2 separate regions of the Rattus norvegicus genome follow, and region 2 is linked to region 1. The links are chromatin contacts, called in public Hi-C maps. All regions are on one chromosome and are shown on one strand. Each heading gives the region's core, a stretch centred on a gene start, on an enhancer-like site or on the middle of the called end of the contact. The rest is flanking DNA. Distances are from core to core; before and after follow the strand shown. Region 1 holds the start of C6h2orf50 (similar to human chromosome 2 open reading frame 50). Region 2 holds the start of Nol10 (nucleolar protein 10).

Region 1 (6,403 bases), core at 2,515-5,014:
AGGAAGGGAAGGTGTCTGAGAAGAAGGGCACATTTGCAGGCAGCTCCTGAGGCTCCTTCTTATTTCCCTGAGGGGAGGAGACATCCCAGGTCACACGCTTTATGGGATAAAGAAGAAGCTGGGCATTATGTCCTTGGATTCTCATATCCCGGTCTGGAACTAGAAACCAGGATGGGAGCTAGATAGGGTCTTGACAACATCCATTTCAGTCAGAGTAGATGGTAGACTAGAGATGGGGACTCAAGGACAGCATCTTGAGAAGTCCTCAGGGGACTTGGGCACACATTCATACACACAACAGACTCCTTAAGGAGGGGAGAAGTCTCCTCAATAAATGAGCCATGAGACAAGACAGACACAAGCCACTTCCGCAGCCCTGGCTATTCAGAAGAGACAGGCCTTAATGCTACAGTGATGTGCCTGCCTCTGCCTCCAAAGGGCTGGGGATTAAAGGTGTGCATCACCACCTGGCTCAGTTGGTTTATTTTTATTAAAACCAGCAGAGCTGGAGAGATAGCTCACCCACTAAGGGCTAAGGCTCACACTTCCAAATGTCGAGAGTTCAGTTCTCAATATCCATATTATGAAAAACTGTCTCTCCAGCCTCCCCTTTCTCTCCTACAACTGTATATACAAGCATACACACACAGGGAAGCACACACATATACACACCACACACTTCCAAAAAGAAAAATATATCTTTAGTTGGTTGGTTGGTTTTTTTGAGACAGGGTTTTTCTGCATAGCCCTGACTATCCTGGAACTCTCTACGTAGAGCAGGCCGGTCTCAACCTCAGATCCACTTGCATCTGTCCCCCAAGTGCTGGGAGTAAAGGCATGTGCTACCACCTCCCAGTGAAAATATATCTTTAATAAAATCAACAAATACTGGATACTTTTTTTCTAAGTGTTCTATATAAATATTTTCTTTTCCATTAGACCCCTAGTTACTTAAAACAACACTTTTATTCCTCACTTCTATTCTGCTCAGAGCGCAGAGTAGGTCCTCAAAAAAAATTTAGTTAAATGAAGGAAGAAAGAAAGGGCAGATGTCCACACTGAAAGCAGTTTTCTGGAGGTTGGGGGTTGTGTCTTACCAGAGGGTCATAGTCCTTCAGGAAACCCCAATTCTCAGCCCTGGAAAGAAAGCACACGATTATCAAGGTTTTTTGTTTGTTTGTTTCTTAATGTACACTGGTGTTCTGCTGACATATAGATCTGTGTGAGGGTGTCGGGTTCCCTAGAACTAGAAATACTGACAGCATGCGGTTGCTGGGAATTGAACCCAGGTCTTTTGGAAGAGCAGCCAGTGCTCTTAACCACTCAGCCACCTCTCCAGCTCGATTGTATCTTGTTTGTTTGTTTGTTTTCTGGAATATCCTGAAAATTAACTTCTACTATGTCTTTAAGTGTTTGTATTACCATGGGGGAATTAAAACGCTATGTAACCACGATGAATGCCAAGTGCCCATGCTTTATTTATGGAGCAGCACACAGAGTGGCCAGTTACTTTTTCTATCTTGCTTTTGTGATTTCCACATATTCGTCCTACTCCAGGTGTGTTTAGCGCTTCTAGTTTACATGATCCTTATTTCTTCTTTTATTCTAGTCCAGGTTAGCTCAGAAAAAAATTTTAAAGGTTTATTTATTTTTTATTTTTATATAAGTACACTGTAGCTATTTACAGACACACCAGAAGAGGGCATCGGATCCCATTACACATGGTCATGAGCCACCATGTGGTTGCTGGGAATTGAACTCAGGACCTCTGGAAAAGCAGTCAGTGCTCTTAACCTCTGAGCCATCTCTCCAGTCCATGCTCAGGACTCTTGATGTAGCTGACAATGACCTTGGACGACAACGACTCCTCTTCCTCTTCTTCTTCTTCCTCCTCCTCCTCCTCCTCTTCCTCCTCCTCTTCCTCCTCCTTCTTCTTCTTCTCCTCTTATTTAAACTTGAGATGGGTTCTTATTGTGGTCCTGCTGGCCTGGAACTTTCTATGTAAACCAGGCTGGCTTTGAATTCACAGAGATCTGCCTGCCTTTGCCCCTTTGCCCCTTTGCCCCTCTGCCCCTCTGCGCTTCTGCCCCTCTGCCCCTCTGCCCCTCTGCCCCTCTGCCCCTCTGCCCCTCTGCCCCTCTGCCCCTCTGCCCCTCTGCCCCTCTGCCCCTCTGCCCCTTTCCCCCTCTGCCCCTCTGCCCCTCTGCCCCTGGGATTAAAGGTGTACAAGTTACAGCAGGCAAACTTGACCTTTGGGTCCTCCTGACTCTACCTTCCCAATGCTGGGATTGCAGCCTTTGGTCATCACCTTTTGCGATGGTTTGGATGAGAATGATCTCTATATGCTTATTTATTTGAACAGTTGGCTCCTATTGGTGGAACTGTTTGGAAAGGATTAGGAGGTGAGGCCTTGTTAGAGGAGGTGTGTCATTGGGTGGGCTTTGTAAGCTGCCTTAGTCATGGTGTTTTATCACAGTAATAGAAAGGCATTTCTGTTTTTTTAAAAGATGATATATATATACATATATATACATACATATATATATATACATATATATATATATGCATGCGCAGATACTGTAGCTTTTTTAAGACAAACCAGAAGAGGGCATCATATTCCATTACAGATGGTTGTGAGCCACCATGTGGTTGCTGGGAATTGAACTCAGGATCTCTGGAAGAGCAGTCAGTGCTCTTACCCACTGAGCCATCTCTCTGGCCCCACTTGTGCATTCTTTAAAAATGTCTAATATGAGGGGTTGGGGATTTAGCTCAGTGGTAGAGCACTTGCCTAGCAAGCGCAAGGCCCTGGGTTCGGTCCTCAGCTCCGAAAAAAAAAATGTCTAATATGTAAAGCTGAAGCCTAACGTGTTTTAGTTGCCTTTTGTCCTGGAAGGGAGACCCCCTTGGTACCCTGGGCAAACAAACCTACCACGCTTCCCCTAGTATTCTTCACTGAATAAAAGCAAGAACAAGGCTCCCCAACCCAACCCCCAGACCAGCATCCCGCCCCAGGCAGTACCTGGTTTCCAGCTGCCAACTTCTTCCCAGAAGAGGATAGAGATGTTATTGTTTGTCCGGAGATGGGCCCAGAGCCCTGTCTATGCCTGTATTCCCTGCTATCTTTGGGAAAGAGTGCCTTGGCTCCTCCATAGTCTGAGCCTCTGCTGACCTCTCTCACACCCTACTTCCATGTTCTCCCCCTCTGATCTTTCCATATATCCTCAGCACTTTCTCAGACCAAGGCGAGTGGAGGTGTGGGAGGTCTCAGGGAGAAAGGAGGCGGGGCAGGACACTCACCAACGCCGCTGGCCCCGCGCTTCGGCTTCCACAAGCTCCCTCCACAGCTGGTCCTGCTGCACACCCGGGGCTAGAGTCCCCTGGGAACCACCCACGAGAGCCCTGCCTGCTGCCGGGCCATCCCGGCCCGGGGAAATTGTGGCAAGCTGCCTGGTAGGGGGCAGTTGGTACCCTGATGATGTGGTTCTAGGAAGCCCAGTGTGTTGGCTGCCCATGGCAGGCTAGATAAGCAGGAGAGGAAGAGAAGAAAGAAAAGAGAAAGACTGGTTGAGACTCTCTCGTCTTAACCCAGAATAACCTGCACAAGGTGTTCCCACATCGTCCCACACCGGATCTCGAGCTCAGAGAGAGTGGCAGATGGGGACCAAAAACACTCCAGGCTGGGACAGCATCTGTGCCCAGCTGTGTTTTGCAGCCCTGCCTGTGTTGACCGTCGCCCAGGGAACAGGCGAGTCCCGAGTGCGCATGGGGCGGAAGGGGCGGACCCGGTTTGTGCCCTCTGAGGACGTCTGAGCCACTCAGTGGGTGCAGATGGTAGGTGCTTTGCCCAGTTCTTCCCCTGAGCAGGAGGGCGGGACAGTGTCTGACGCTGGATCTCGGGAGGCGGTGAGTGCTCCATGCTCCGGGGATCTGGGAAGGCTGGTGAACTCGAGCACGGTCGTGTGCTTCCCCCTGGTGGAAAACTCAGCCTCCCAGACCAAAAGAGCAGGGGCAGGAAGTGAAGATATCTTAATTAGGGTTTCTAATTGCTGTAAGGAAATATCAAAGCAAGTTAGGAAGGAAATGGCTTATCTGGCTTCCACTTCCATATAGTAATCCATCATTAAAGGAATTCGGGACAGGAACTCAAACAGGGCTAAAACCTGTAGATAGGAGCTGATGCAGAAACCGTGGAGGGCTATTGCTTACTGGCTTACATGGCCTGCTATCTTTAAAAAAGATTTGTTTGTTTGTTTAATGTATATAAGTGCTCTAGCTGCATGTACACCTGCATGCCAGAAGAGGGCATCAGACCATATCGTAGATGGTTGTGAGCCACCGTGTGGTTGCTGGGAATTGAACTCAGGACCTCTGGAAGAGCAGCCAATGAACTGAGGCATCTCGTCAGCCTTCAGCCTTAAAACCCAGGACCTCCTACCCAGGGATGGCCTGGGCCCTCCCCCATCAATCAATCAATCAATCACTAAGACATGACTCACTAGCCCCACCCCCTCACTAGCAGCAGCACTCAGAAGAGCTGGCTCTGCACCTTAACTGGGCAGCACAGTGGAGCTGGCCCTGACGGTGAAGGGACGGGGATCCAGGCCAGAGGGCATGAGAACAGGAGAGATGAACGTGCCTCCTGCCCACGTCAGCACTGGGTGGTCTAGCTGGAGCCGTGCTGGACAGCTATCCCTGGAGGTACAGAGAAGGGAACGTTGAGGCGCTGACCCTCTCAGTTACCACCCGTGCCCAGATCCCGGGCTCTGAATTGGCCTACTCCAAAATCTATATCGTTTGCAAATGGTTGGGACACACGAAAGGGCCAGTCCTGCTTATCCAAAGCTGTAGGATCCCCACAACATGAAGCAACAACAGGATAATGAGGAGGAGTCCTGGTGACAATCCAATGTGGATGGTGTCACAGGAGCCAGAGACCTGGAAGCGCAGGCCAATGACTCACTGCAATGAACATTTGCAAGTGACGGTGTGGGACAGAAGGATGTACTGTGGGACACACTGCAGCTTCTACAATGAGATGTTTTCTAGGTCTTTTTTCTTTTTCTCTTTGTGTGTGTGTGTGTGTGTGTGTGTGTGTGTGTGTGTGTGTGAGAGAGAGAGAGAGAGAGAGAGAGAGAAGAGAGAGAGAGAGAGAGAGAGAGAGAGAGAGAGAGAGAGAGAGGCTATTTTGTGGGGAGGTGGCAAGGACAAAGGGTGGATACGAAGGGATGAAGGTATGGGAGATGAATGGGACTGGGCTGCATAATGTGAAACTCACAAAGAATCAATAAAAAGTTTTCCTTTTAAAGTGAATTATGGAGGAAGAAAATTTTAAAAATGCCTTACAGCTGGATCTTATGGAGGCATTTTCTCAACTGATGCTCCCCCCTCGCTGATGACTTTAGCTTGTGTTAAGCTGACCTAAAACTAGCCAGGGCCGCAATGTATGCTCCTTCTGAAAGCCCAGAGAACCTGCAGCGTCCTGTCATTGATACTGCGGAGCCTTCCAACCACCCTCGGCAGCTTTAGTAGACATAGGCTCTACACTGTGTCACACTCAGGACCGCAGTGAAACCCAGTCTACAGGGAAGAATACAACAGGGGTGATTGTCAAGGTGGCCTGAGTTAGCTTATCATAAGAGGCACATTGCAGACTTAAGGGTGGGAGTTCTGCTGCGCACCCACTTCTGTTTCTTCCCTAATCCTGAGAAGCCCAGTTCTTTCTGTGGCACCAGTGGGTTTTTCATCCAGCTCAGCCAAACTCAGACCCTCCCATCTGCTGTTCCAGGCACCCTCTTTTCTTCTTTATCGTTGGAGCTGGGTCTATTGATAGACCTCTCAATCCTTCCCTCACACTTTGTGTCTGACTCCTGTTAGGCAAGGTGCTCCTTCCCTGTACAGCCAGAGAACAGAAACAGTTAACCAAGTGTAGACAGAGGTGCCTTAAGTGGAGAGATGCTCTGGGACTCAGCCAATAGTTCACACCTCCTCTAGTTTCTGCTCTCTTATTGTGTGTCTGTTTCCTCTCCAGCAGTGAAGCTCCTTAGGATACAAAGTAAACAAAAGAATACCAGGAAGTCCCTGAAACTGACCAGATTCACTAGGCTCCTCCTTTCCTGACAGTGAACAATAGCCAGTGCTGAGAGTTCCACTAAAAGGAACCAAGCTGCAAAGGAGACTTAGGAGACCACCCAAGTGGCCTGGAAGAAGCAGAGACCTCTGGAGCAGCGGGGAAGAACAACAGAGCCACTTGGAAAGCACACTCCCCTACCTGTTGAGTTGCCTGCAGGTTGTACCGTGTGCACCAGGCTGCCAACTTTTGTGAGCTGTCACCCACACTGTTGTGGTCTTGGGTGATGCAACTGTCTGACTCATATCTACCTCTGTAAGTAATCCCAGTAAA
Region 2 (6,403 bases), core at 2,789-5,288, 350 kb after region 1:
CACTGGTTCTTATTCTTAGAGGTGTCGGTCCCACGGCTGCAAGGCTCCATTGGCTTCAGGGCTGTGGTGAGAAAGAACACCGTGGTGGCAAGAACATGTAGCCCAGGACAGGTATGTGCCTCAAGATGTCAGGAAGAGTGAGATAGAAAAAGGTAGAAAGGGGTTGGGGATTTAGCTCAGTGGTAGAGCGAGCGCTTGCCTAGCAAGCACAAAGCCCTAGGTTTGGTCCCCAGCTCTGAAAAAAAAAAAAAAAAAAAAAGAAAGAAAAAAAAAGAAAAAGGTAGAAAAAGGTAGATAAAGAGGAAGAGGGAGAAGTTTTCATAGACATGTCCCCAGTGACCTACTCCTCCAAGCTGCCTTTAACTTAAAATTTAAAAAAATCCTTTACATTATTTCTTTTTTTTTTTTTTTTTTGGTTCTTTTTTTTGGAGCTGGGGACCGAACCCAGGGCCTTGCGCTTCCTAGGCAAGCGCTCTACCACTGAGCTAAATCCCCAACCCCACATTATTTCTTTTGTGTGGGGGTGGGTGCACATGTGTCTGGAGGCCACAGAACAGCTTGCCACAATTATCTCTCTTCTTTACTACATGGGTCCTGGGATTAATCTTAGATCACCAGGCTGGGTGCAAGGGCTATTACCTGTTGAGCCCAGGTCCCAACTCTTTTTTTTTTTTTTTTTTAAATTCATTTATTATATATAGGTACACTGTAGCTCTCTTCAGATACACCAGAAGAGGGCATCGGATCTCATTACAGATGGTTGTGAGCCACCATGTGGTTGCTGGGAATTGAACTCAGGACCTCTGGAAGAGCAGTGGGTGCTCTTAACTGCTGAGCCATCTCTCCAGCCCCAGGCCCCTAACTCTTAAGAGCATATTCAGCTATCTATCGATCAAGTTGGAGCTGTTATAATCCAATCACTTCTCAATATCACCATCAGCTGGGGATCAGTGTTCAACACATGAAGAATTTTAGGGAGTATGACAGTTTATAAACAAACCATAGTGAGGGATGATAGGGTTGAGGGCAGGGTTCTTATGAATGTGATTTATGGGTTTGTTGTTTTGTTTTCTAAGACAGTGTTTCACTATGTAGCCCTGGCTGTCCTAAAACTCACTCTGTAGACCAGGCTGGCCTCAAACTCATAGAGATCCGAATGCCTCTGCCTCCGGAATCCTGGGATTAAAGGCATGTGTCACCACTGCCAGGCTGTGACTTGAGTTCTTATAAAGTAGGTTTTAGGAAGCTCCTTGTCTTTTCTACCATGTGTCTTTCTTAGCAGTAAGAAAATGCCCATGAAGGAAGTCAGTTGGACTAGAGTCTGAGGGTACCCTGATTTTGGACTTACTTGCCTTCAGGATTGTGAGAAATTTCTGTTGTTTATAAGCTCCCCAGTCTGAGGTGTTTTGTTATTGCATTCAGAGTGACCAATTATTTCATCTTATCAACAAATATTTACTGAAAGGGTCCTATATACCTGTATTGGCTCAGGCAGGAGCCATGAAGATGTCACTGACTGAGGATGAGGGAGGTGGCCAGAGATGCTAACATAGGTTTCCTTCAAAGTATCCAATAATCCAAGGATGCTGAGGTGCCATGGTAGTGGATTGTTGAGGCTTGGCGACATATAGAGGATCTAATACATTATCTAATATTTAGTGACAAATACCTAAAAATAGACCCATCCTAAGATGAATAAAGACTTGTGGGTTCTCTAAAGAGTTGGGTTTTTGGAGTTGGGAGAAATGGCTTAACGGTTCAGAGCACTTATTGCTCTTCCAGAAGACTCGACTTTGGGCCCTAGCACCCTCACAAACACCTGCGACTTCAGTTCCATGGGATTCGACGTCTTTGGGTATAGGTACCTGCACTCCTGTGCAAATACATACATACACAAAATTTAAAATAAAAAAACAAATGAATTTCATTAACTACGATGGACTGCTATCTTAAGGGAATTATAGTCCCTATAGAAAAAAAGCCAAGTTTAGAAACAAAACACAGCATTACATTTGGCTCAATACTATCAAAGCTGCAGGGTATGTTAAATAATCACACATTTTGCTCACGTAAACCTTGAATCTGCTGTTAATGGCATTTATACAGCACAGGAAAATAAGCAAAATATTTAACAGGTGAGTCTTGATAAACCAGTAGAACTTGGGTATAAGGGTATGGGAGGTGTTCTGAAGTCTAACTCAGCAAAGCTTCAGATACAGAATGACACCAAGTGCTCAAACATCTAGGGGCTGCAGGAAACAGAACTGAACTGAAGCAAAATGGCCTAGAACCTTTAACTGCAACATTAGAAATAGAACACATCAATAAACTGCCCAATACTCTTGCTTCAAAATTCTTTTTAAAATATTTATGTATTTACTTATCTGTCTATGGACATGAATATGTCACTGAGGACATACGGAGGCCAGAGAATGATTGGCAGAAGCCTGTTCTCTACTTCTGTCACGTGGGTTCCAAGGACTCAGGCCATCAGGCATGGTGGCAAGCACCTTTACCTACTGAGCCATCTGCCCAGGGTGGCCTTGAATTCACTATATAGGTATTACTTTCAATGCCTCATCCTTTTGCCTTCTCCTCTGAAGTGCTGAGACTGGATGCACACACCACCATGCCCAGCCTTTTTTCTTCCTTTTTAAATACAACAGAGATGCCAAGGTTTAGATCATCAATATGGGAACCAGAGGCAGGAATGGGCTATTCTACAGATTTAGCCAAGGTGGCTATGAAGCCAGCATTGAATTTAAAAAAAAAAAAACAAAAAACAACAACAACAAAAAAAGCATGGTGGGACACTGAATTAAGGAATCTGGTTATGGATGAAGGAAGGCTGGCAACTGTGGTGACACAACTAGGGTCTGGAGGTCAGAGAATATTCTAGTTTTGAAGATGTGAAATGACTTTTGGTTGAGTTATTACATGGTAAGTTTTGGGATTCCAACCTTTATACATTTATTTATTTTGTTGAGACTGTAACCCAGGCTGGCCTTGGTAATTCTACAGTCTCGGCCTTTCAGATACTTGAATTTTAGATGGGGATTACTATGCCTAGCTTTAGAATCGGCAATTCTCCAGTCTAATTTGGAAGAACACAAGTGTAAGAGGGTACTCTGTCTCAATCACCTAAGTAAAAAATTCTTGAGCACATCTGCGGGTGCTCCCAGAGGAAAGATCAGTTGTCCCAGAAAGGAGTTGAAGCAGCTGTTTTAACTTCAAGAGACTGACAGGGTCTTGCAACTGAAGCACGAGGTGGTCTGAGTGGAGTCTACATGGCTCCATCTTAAGAACTGGGAGTCCAGAGCATGTGCCAACACTACTTGGATGGAAAGCTGCACAGAAAAGTCCTGTAGCTGATCCGCTTTGCTCAGAAAGGTCTCCACCGAGAGTACAATCCTTCCTAAAGCCAATAGAAACTAATGAGCCACAGCCCAAGGGCAAATTTAGATAAAAGTACCCGACTGTTGCTGAGCGGAGGACTAGAGGGGGCCTCGAGTATGATAGCTTAAGTGCCTACCAAAGATTCTCGAGCCAGGATTTGGTAGTGGTTTCACATGACTTTAGAGAAAACATTACTTAACCATTCTCTCCTTCCCAGATTCGTCTTTTCATAATGTGTTTGGAAGAGGCTAGAAAGACAGGAGAAGGTCCTCTCTAGCAGACAGCCTCTGCTGTTATAAAGTCACCCAAAGTCCTCAGATGTGGTCAACAGAGGCAGCCTGTACTGAAAGAGCAGTACAATTTACGAACTTCCTAAAAACCGTAAGAGGCTATAACTGTTACATTCTAGTCTCGAACGATATCAGGTTCAAACTCACTTCCCCATCTCATGCTTTCTCGTACGATTTTTCTTTTCATTTTCGCTTTTTCCAACCCCAGAGCAACTGCACATCTCTCTGGACTCGCTCTGCTCGTCTCTAGTGTTTCCGCCCTCGGGCGTCCAAGTGGGCGTGCACTTCCGGAGTCAGGAAGTGCGTCATCAACTCGCGCTAGTTCCTGCACGTTGTGCCGGTTCGCTTAGGATTTGGATTCAGGCGTATTCTGCTGGGCCGGCGTTCTGTGACTGCGTGCCGGACTCCGGCTTCTCTGCGCCGCGATGCAGGTCTCCAGCCTCAACGAAGTGAAGATTTACAGCCTCAGCTGCGGCAAGTCTCTCCCTGAGGTGAGTCCTCATCCTCTCGCCGCCGCTACTCCTCTCTTTGCCCTCTTTATATATCTATAATTTATTATTGGCTGACTGTGCTGGCTGGTTTTATGTCAACTTGACACAAGCTAGAGTTAACTGAAAGGAGGGAACCTCAATTGAGATAATGCCCCCATGAGATCTAGCTGTAGGACATTTCCTTAATTAGTGTTTGATGGGGAAGGGCTTGGCCGAGCGGGCCAGTAAACAGTATTGCTCCATGGCCTTTGCATCAGCTCCTGCCCCCGGGTTCCTGCCTTGTTTGAGTTTCTGCCTTGAGCTCCCTCAGTGACGGACCTGATGTAGAAATGTGACTGATATAAATTCTTTCCTCCCCAAGATGTGACAGCATAGAAACCCTAAGACAACACCTTTGTTTTGCCTGTAATAGATTCATGTAAGATCATGCTGACTGTCTAGAAACTACTCTACATCCTTTAATTGAAACATTATTGCCTGAAATACAGTCAGAGCAATACAGTCACAGACTGTAAGGCACTCACTTACTGCAGAGAGAAGGAAAATTATGGCCCACCCCTAGGCTCTTCAAAATATCATGTTCCAAATGCAGGCTGCCTCAGTGTATACTTAGGGTCTGGAGACCGCATATCTAGAGACTTCAAAAGATTATTTTGCTAGTAACAATAGTACATTGGCTTTTCCCTTTTAGAAAATTTTTTCCCATGGGGGGGTGTTTAACCTCAAATTTATTGACATTTTAAGCTGACAGTTCCTTGCTGCTGGTGTTGTTTTATATAATGTTTGCCAGCATCCCTGGTCCACACCTAACCAATTGGGATGACAGACTAAAACTTAAAAGTTGCCATAAGCCCTCTGGGAAGCAAAATTGTCCCAGTAGAGACCTGTCCACTCAGTGTCACTGTAACTGACAAGTGCTTTTTCATTGCTGTTCATTCTACTGTTGCCTGTAGAACAAAATTGGCTCTCAGTGAATGTGTTATTAAAAACCACTTCTTATCCAAGGTCAGCTGTTAGGCCAGTCCTATGTCTGTTCCTACTCTTTGTGAGAAATATATTTGTCTGGCAAAGAGACACATTTATAATCCCATTGCTTGGAAAGCTGAGGCAGGAGGATTGCGAGCTTGTGTTCATCCTGGGCTACAGAGCTACGTAGTGTGACTCTGTCTCAACACACGAACATGCACACACATTGGGGGCACTCACTCCATATAGAAATTAATTAAAACCCATCATTTCGAGAATTTGCATTCTCTTAGCTTAGATGGATTAGTTTTATGCTTTTTAAATTTTTTTAAAGAGTTATTTATTTTTTATGTATATGAGTAGTACGCTGTAATTATCTTCAGACATACCAGAAGAGGTCATCGGATCCCATTACAGATGGTTGTGAGCCATCATGTGGTTGCTGGGAATTGAACTCAGGACCTTTAGAAGAGCAGTGAGTGCTCTTAATCTCTCCAGCCCAGTTTTACACTTTTAATGCTTTGTAAAACAGATGTTTTAAAAAATTGTTTAGTATATGTAAATATATTTTCTTTTCAAAAAATCCAGAATATGAGGGCTGAAGAGACGGCTCAGCGCTTATAGCACTGACTGCTCTTCCAGAGGTTCTGAGTTCAATTCCCAGCAACCACATAGTGGCTCACAACCATCTGTAATGGGATCTGATGTCTTCTTCTAGTGTGTCTGAAGACAGCAACAATGTACTCACATGTATAAAACAAATATGTCTGTTTTAAAAAGCTGGAAAGATGGCTCAGTGATTAAGAGGACTTTCTGTTCTTCCAGAGGTCCTGAGTTCAATTCCCAGCAACCACATGGTGGCTCACAACCGTCTGCACTGGGATCTGATTCCCTCTTCTGGTGTGCAGGCATACATGCAGACAGAGCACTTATATACATAAAAAAATTAAAAGTTCAGAATATGTGTTATCATGGAGTTAAGAGTATAGAATACTCCCACTTCCCATTTTATTCCTGTAAGCTTACATTTTCTAAAGTGAACATTATTTTGCAAATAAAAGATAATTTAGGTGTGTTTTAAAGCATGCCATCTGTTTTCTTGTAGTGGCTTTCCGACAGGAAGAAGAGGGCACTGCAGAAGAAGGATGTCGGTGAGTATGCAGGGTGCTCCAGCTTGTCAGCTTCCTGTGGGGACAGTATCCTCAGCTCTCTGGCTCTCAAGTGTGGGAAATAAGCCTTCTCTCTCCGACATTGTTGGTT

Evidence for each region. Hi-C and Micro-C count contacts between places; a contact is called where the count stands out from the background.
Region 2: a Hi-C map of mammary epithelial cells shows a contact between it and region 1, with 2.1 times the contacts expected there. The contact joins the promoter of Nol10 here to the promoter of C6h2orf50 in region 1. A contact is called at or near these places in 4 of 12 Hi-C or Micro-C datasets (the A7r5 cell line, the Rat2 cell line, Schwann cells and 1 more).

What each region holds. Positions count from the first base shown.
Region 1 is chr6:45,522,046-45,528,448 of GRCr8, forward strand. C6h2orf50 (similar to human chromosome 2 open reading frame 50) reads right to left here and starts at 3,765. Exons shown (of 4, transcript NM_001415120.1): 1 at 3,301-3,765; 2 at 1,098-1,137; 3 at 1-67. The coding sequence starts at 3,515. It overlaps LOC134479346 (a long non-coding RNA gene), which reads left to right and starts at 3,698. Exons shown (of 2, transcript XR_010052536.1): 1 at 3,698-3,834; 2 at 6,032-6,403.
Region 2 is chr6:45,868,943-45,875,345 of GRCr8, forward strand. Nol10 (nucleolar protein 10) reads left to right here and starts at 4,039. Exons shown (of 21, transcript NM_001014076.1): 1 at 4,039-4,177; 2 at 6,249-6,294. The coding sequence starts at 4,112. It also overlaps a transcript of Atp6v1c2 not described here.